2 separate regions of the Mus musculus genome follow, and region 2 is linked to region 1. The links are chromatin contacts, called in public Hi-C maps. All regions are on one chromosome and are shown on one strand. Each heading gives the region's core, a stretch centred on a gene start, on an enhancer-like site or on the middle of the called end of the contact. The rest is flanking DNA. Distances are from core to core; before and after follow the strand shown. Region 1 overlaps Pde8b (phosphodiesterase 8B). Region 2 overlaps Pde8b (phosphodiesterase 8B).

What was found. A called contact is a pair of places that touch in the nucleus more often than the background predicts.
Region 2: a contact with region 1 is called in a Hi-C map of cortical neurons, with 2.3 times the contacts expected there. The contact joins two enhancer-like sites. A contact is called at or near these places in 5 of 484 Hi-C or Micro-C datasets (cerebral cortex, cortical neurons, cranial neural crest and 2 more) and 3 of 9 other capture datasets (adipose tissue, liver and pancreatic islet).

Annotation. Positions count from the first base shown.
Region 1 is chr13:95,032,683-95,035,573 of GRCm38.p6, reverse strand. It overlaps Pde8b (phosphodiesterase 8B), which reads left to right. Exons shown (of 22, transcript NM_001374003.1): 18 at 1,188-1,405; 19 at 2,624-2,744. Among named protein-coding and RNA genes, the nearest start is that of Gm41025, 16 kb to the left of the region's middle. Within about 2 kb of position 1,278, at least 65 of the 459 cell types and tissues checked have an H3K27ac peak or open chromatin away from gene starts, as enhancers often do. A contact at or near this core is called in cortical neurons, where this site is marked.
Region 2 is chr13:95,101,613-95,104,765 of GRCm38.p6, reverse strand. It overlaps Pde8b (phosphodiesterase 8B), which reads left to right. Exons shown (of 22, transcript NM_001374003.1): 4 at 54-113. Among named protein-coding and RNA genes, the nearest start is that of Gm41025, 53 kb to the right of the region's middle. Within about 2 kb of position 1,380, at least 42 of the 459 cell types and tissues checked have an H3K27ac peak or open chromatin away from gene starts, as enhancers often do. A contact at or near this core is called in cortical neurons, where this site is marked.

The DNA of each region.
Region 1 (2,891 bases), core at 29-2,528:
AAGACAACATTTAATTGGGGCTGGTTTACAGGTTCAGGGGATCAGCCCATTATCATCAAGGCAGGAACATGGTAGCATCCAGGCAAGCATGGTGCAGGAGGAGCTGAGAGTTCTACCTCTTCATCTGAAGGCTACTAGTAGAAGACTGACTTGCTAGGACAAAGCCCACACCCACAGTGACATACCCATTCTAACAGAGACACACCTACTCTAACAAGGACACAATTCCCAATAGTGCCACTCCCTAGGACAAGCATATACCAACCATCACAGTAGTCGTTAACCATACACAGCTACTGAATAAAGCTGAGGAGGTCCTCCATCGCACTGGCCATAGGCAAGCGTTCAGGAGCTGTATATAATAGGCTTTGTCTGCATTCCACAGAGGCAGTGCACTCCCATCACCACATGATGGTCAGCGATCAGTGCTGCCCTGCTCTGCCCAGCCCCATGGTTACACTCTCGGGAAGTTGGGACTCTTTTTATCTAATCTCACCCATTAGTATCTATCACTGCTTCATCTCTGGTGCTGTGCACAGTACCTGACGCCTTTAGGCATCTGACATGGAATGAATTCATAATACAGTGTCTTACATAACACCCCATCTGCCAGCTTTCTACTAACTTACTGGCTAAGAAGAATACTTGCTGTCATTTGAGCTCAGCATTAGCATAGTGAAGGTCTGGTGAGTTTCTCTAAGCCTTTGCTGCCTGTGAGCCCAGCCCCTGCATTTCTTGATAAGCTTTCCATCTTGCCTCTGCCTCACTGCCAAGCTCCAGTTACTGTCCCATTCATCCTGTGAGCTAGCTGTGCTATTTACAACTGGCCCTCCAATATGCCTGCAGAAGCTGATGTGTAAGGAATATCTGTGATGCCGGCTACTTTCCATGCATCATGGCAGAGCGTCACAGCATCAATTCAAAAGACCTGCTTGGCTTCTTTGTCAAAGAACCAGCAAACAGACTATAGACAGTTCAGGTGTTGTAGCTTCTGTGTTCTCAAGAGAATACACAGCACAGGACAGTGCCACCGTGTGCCCAAGGCTACCTTTCTGCTAAGACTAGGAGGAAACCGAAAGGAAATTCCAAAGGTTCCAGCCCCAAGCCCTTCTCTCTCCAAGAGACAGAGATGGATGCTGGTGTCTAGAAGCCTGTGAATAATGTTCTGTATCCTCCCCCTCCCCCAGGGAAGCCTGGACCAGCTGGATGAGGTGGCTGCTCTGATTGCTGCCACAGTCCACGACGTGGATCACCCCGGAAGGACCAACTCTTTCCTGTGCAACGCCGGCAGCGAGCTCGCTGTGCTCTACAATGACACTGCAGTCTTGGAGAGTCACCACACAGCCCTGGCCTTCCAGCTCACAGTCAAGGACACCAAGTGCAACATTTTCAAGAATATTGACAGGTTTGGCGTGATTGGGCTCCCGGGGCTAGGTCTGTGAAGCTAAAAATGAAGCTGAGTTTTCTCTGGTTTCTCTGGATAGATGGGAATGAAACAGTGGCTCTTCACTGTATCAGGTTATAAACCAGCTTTGCCCATCTGAACTTTTCAGACTGCCTTTCCTGCTCTAAAAAAAATCTCATTTAGCCTTCAGTAAGTCCATAAAAATAAATGTTTGTTATGCACTGAAAAGCACTGCCTAAATGTTGATGGCCTCACTAACAAGTCTATCAAATATTTTTATCTTCCTCCCTGTGGCTCAAAGACAATGTATAATCCTGCATTTCCAGCTGAGTTTGGGCTAAGCATCCATCCCCATGAGGAGGTCCCAGTGAGGATGCTGGGAATGAGACAGGTTTCCTTCTCACAGAGAGAGATGCTCTCAGAACATCTGCAAACAGCACCGTGATGTGACGTGGTGGAACAATTCTTACCTGCTAACAACTGTGTGGTCAGGCTACGGCTATTTCCTATACCGCACCAGCAAGCTGCTGAGCAGAGTCCTGGGCAAAGGCCTGGTGGTCGCTTGGGCCTCATGACACTGTCTACATGAACTTACCAGTTTAGGCTCTAGAAAAATCTCTATGGTTACAGAGAGCGGTTGTTCTAATTCAGACTTAAGTTCTAGCGTATCAAGCTGGTTTGCTTAGCTCTTCATTCAGTCTCTTAGAGTTAGTACATGATAGGGGTTTTCTGATAACCTTGAGCTGTTGTTCCAACCACTGCAAACATCAGACATTTACAGGTTACAGGATTATGTGAAAGGAAAATCTCCCTCAGCACCATCGGAAGAGATTGGCAGTTCTCTCCAGTAGGAACCGGTCTACACAGGGCACAGTCAAACCTCAGCAGACTGCCACTTTGTTTCTGTCCCTTCCACTTCCTTGTTCCAGTGTTTTCACAGGAAGGGATGGAAACTACCATTCGAAACAGTTGCTTGTCACATGATGTGCACTTTCATTTCTCTTAGCATGGCTGTGCAGAAGAGTCAGCTGTCACTGGAGAACGTGGAGTGGCATCAACATGGGCTTACTGGGGGGCGGGGGCTGAGCGGATGGAGTCTAGGATTAGCAGTCACTTGACTCTGACCCCTTCTGTCCTGGGCTGTGGGGAGGCAGAGCATCAGGGCACTTCTGACTTGGGCATGGTGTGAGCAGGGAACTTTGTCCTCTTATTATTTAGGAACCACTATCGAACGCTGCGCCAGGCTATTATCGACATGGTTTTGGCTACAGAGATGACAAAACACTTCGAGCACGTGAACAAATTCGTGAACAGCATCAACAAGCCACTGGCAGCTGAGGTAAGGGCTCCTACGTAATGAGCGAGTGCAGTGTGCTTCTGGGAGAGCAGAGGTGAGCGAGCCTGTGTAGTGAGATACTGGCGCGTGTCTCTCCCAGAGCCTGCTCTGGCACCGAAGCATTTTCTGCCTCTCCAGCGTGAGGTGATT
Region 2 (3,153 bases), core at 131-2,630, 69 kb before region 1:
TTCAGTGTAACAAAGCACAGATCAGTGTTTTGACTCGAATCTTCTTTTTACAGGTCAATCCGGGCCACGAACCCCTCTGAGCACACGGTGATCCTGGCTGTCGTTTCACAAGCGTAAGTGCACTCCTGACTCACCCCAGAAGTACCCCCTCCCTAAAGTATCCCCACTCCAGCAGCACCCCCTCCTCAGCAGCACCCCCACATCATCAGCACCCCCTACTCAGCAGCACCCCATCCCAGCAGCATTCCCACCTCAGCAGCACCCCCTCCTCAGCAGCACCCCCACCTCAGCAGCACCCCCTCCTCAGCAGCACCCCCACCTCAGCAGCACCCCCACCTCAGCAGCACCCCCACCTCAGCAGCACCCCCTCCTCAGCAGCACCCCCACCTCAGCAGCACCCCCACCTCAGCAGCACCCCCACCTCAGCAGCACCCCTACCTCAGCAGCACCCCATCCCAGCAGCATTCCCACCTCAGCAGCACCTCCATCCCGGCAGCACCCCCACCTCAGCATCACCCCCACTCCAGCAGCAACCCTCCTCAGCAGCACCCCCACCCCAGCAGCACCCTCATCCCAGCAGCACCCCCACCTCAGCAGCACCCCTACCTCAGCAGCACCCCCACCTTAGCAGCACCCCCACATCAGCAGCACCCCCACCTCAGCAGCACCCCCTCCTCAGCAGCACCCCCACATCAGCAGCACCCCCACATCAGCAACATCTCCATTCCGGCAGCACCCCCACCCCAGCAGCACCCCCACTCCAGCAGCACCCCCACTCCAGCAGCACCCCCACTCCAGCAGCACCCCCTCCTCAGCAGCACCCCCACTCCAGCAGCACCCCCTCCTCAGCAGCACCCCCACTCCAGCAGCACCCCCTCCTCAGCAGCACCCCCTCTTCAGCAGCACCCCCTCCTCAGCAGCACCCCCACCTCAGCAGCACCCCCACTCCAGCAGCACCCCCTCCTCAGCAGCACCCCCACTCCAGCAGCACCCCCTCCTCAGCAGCACCCCCTCCTCAGCAGCACCCCCTCCTCAGCAGCACCCCACCTCAGCAGCACCCCCACCTCAGCAGCACCCCATCCCAGCAGCATTCCCACCTCAGCAGCACCCCCACCCCAGCATTACTGTTCCATCTGAGACACATGAAGTAGACCAGTATTTGAACCAGCTCTGTGATGGGCACATCCCAGACCCTACATTGCCACTTCTGGAACTTACTTCTAGGGCTTTGTTTTCCAAGTTTCCAGAAATAGGGTTTTTTTTTTCCCTCCCCTTTCTTACATAATTGCTGTTAGCACGTTCTCACACACTTCATGGGGGAAAACAGGTTTACTCATCACCATGACATGCCAACAATGAGTAGAAACGCTGAGGACTCGGGCTGTTCTAGTTTGTCTTTTCTCTGAAGAAAATAGAGAAGGGTTTGAGTTTTCACTGAAGAATGTAACATGAGAGTGCAGAGGTGCCAAATTCACTGCAAGGAAAGGATTGTGGCTCTGGCAAAGACTGTCCAGTGGTTAACAGCAGGCCATAGGCTGTGGCCCTGGGGAGGACTGTCATGTGACAAACAGCACGCCATAGGCTGTGGCCCTGGGGAGACTATCAAGTGACTAACAGTGGAACATAGGCTGTGGCCCTGGGGAGGACTGTCATGTGGCTTAGGCTGTGAGTAGGCCATAGGCTTAGGTTGGTTTTGAACTGCAAAGAAGATTGACCCAGCTATAGTTACACTGACACCCTGGAATGAGAAACTGTTCTGCTGGGTTTAGTGTCTGCAGTGTTCTTCACTTAAAACGCAGAGGCCGGCTGAAAGAAAGAAGTAGTTTGTCTGTGGCACAATTGTTGGAGTCCTTGCCAGGGGCAAAATTTGTTGTAGTCAATCTATGTCTATCATGAGCTTCAGCGAGACTAAGGTCTTAATTAGGATCCAGGACCTATTGAACTTGGCCTTGTTATGGCATTTGGCACAAATTTTACCACCAAGGAGCAGATAGACCAATAGCTCTGACAAGAACGTGTGGGGTTTCCAAGAGCAGGCTGGCCCAGGGAGAGCTGAAATATATGCACAGTAGCCCAGGAGGAAGCCATGGTGTCTTAGTCAGGGTTTCTATTCCTGCACAAACATCATGACCAAAAAGCAAGTTGGGGAGGAAAGGGTTTATTCGACTTACACTTCCATGCTGCTGTTCATCACCAAGGAAGTCAGGACTGGAACTCAAGCAGGTCAGGAAGCAGGAGCTGATGCAGAGGCCATGGAGGGATGTTCTTTACTGGCTTGCTTCCCCTGGCTTGCTCAGCCTGCTCTCTTATAGAACCAAGGCTACCAGCCCAGAGATGGTCCCACCCACAAGGGGGCCTTTCCCCCTTGATCACTAATTGAGAAAATGCCTTACAGTTTTATCTCATAGAGGCATTTCCCCAACTGAAGCTCCTTTCTCTGTGATAACTCCAGCTGTGTCAAGTTGACACAAAACTAGCCAGTACACATGGCCAGGAGGCAATCAGAGTCTCATGTTGAGATACTGCACTATGAGGCTCATCCCTTGCCACCTTCCTTGGGCTGACGTGCAAAGAATGGGGAGCTCTGTCCCCAGGGGTGCCTTATACCTGCCGTCATGGTGGGGGATTAATTCCAGAAAGAACGAGCGGGAAACAGAGGGAGCCTTTTGCTCCACTTACCTTCGGCGATCTGAATAGGATTATACAGCCTAGACATGGCACCTAGGAGATACCACACCACAGAGCACTTCCCATGGCTTGTTCCACGGGCCTCAATACGCCTTCTGTCCTCTTCATACATCAAAAGTGTTTATGAGTTCTTGACTAGGAGTGGTTTTGTATGGCTTGTTATGATTTTTCTGTTTTTTTTTTTATTATCAAATTCTTCTCATATGGAGAGAGACATTAAGTAACCTCTGCCTTCACCACCTACTTTAGGAAATAGAATCATATTTCATTGGAACGCCTCTCCTGGTATGTCAGTCATAGAAGGCAGAACCTCCTTTTACTGAGGGAAAGGAGAAAGTAAGGGAAACAGTTTCTCTGGGGGCAGGAAGCTAGGGACAAACTGGACCTTCTCTTTCCTGATGCTGTTTCCATCCAACCCCTCTTCTGTTGTCTCCCCTGACTCTCTGGGTTGTACCCTATGCAAAT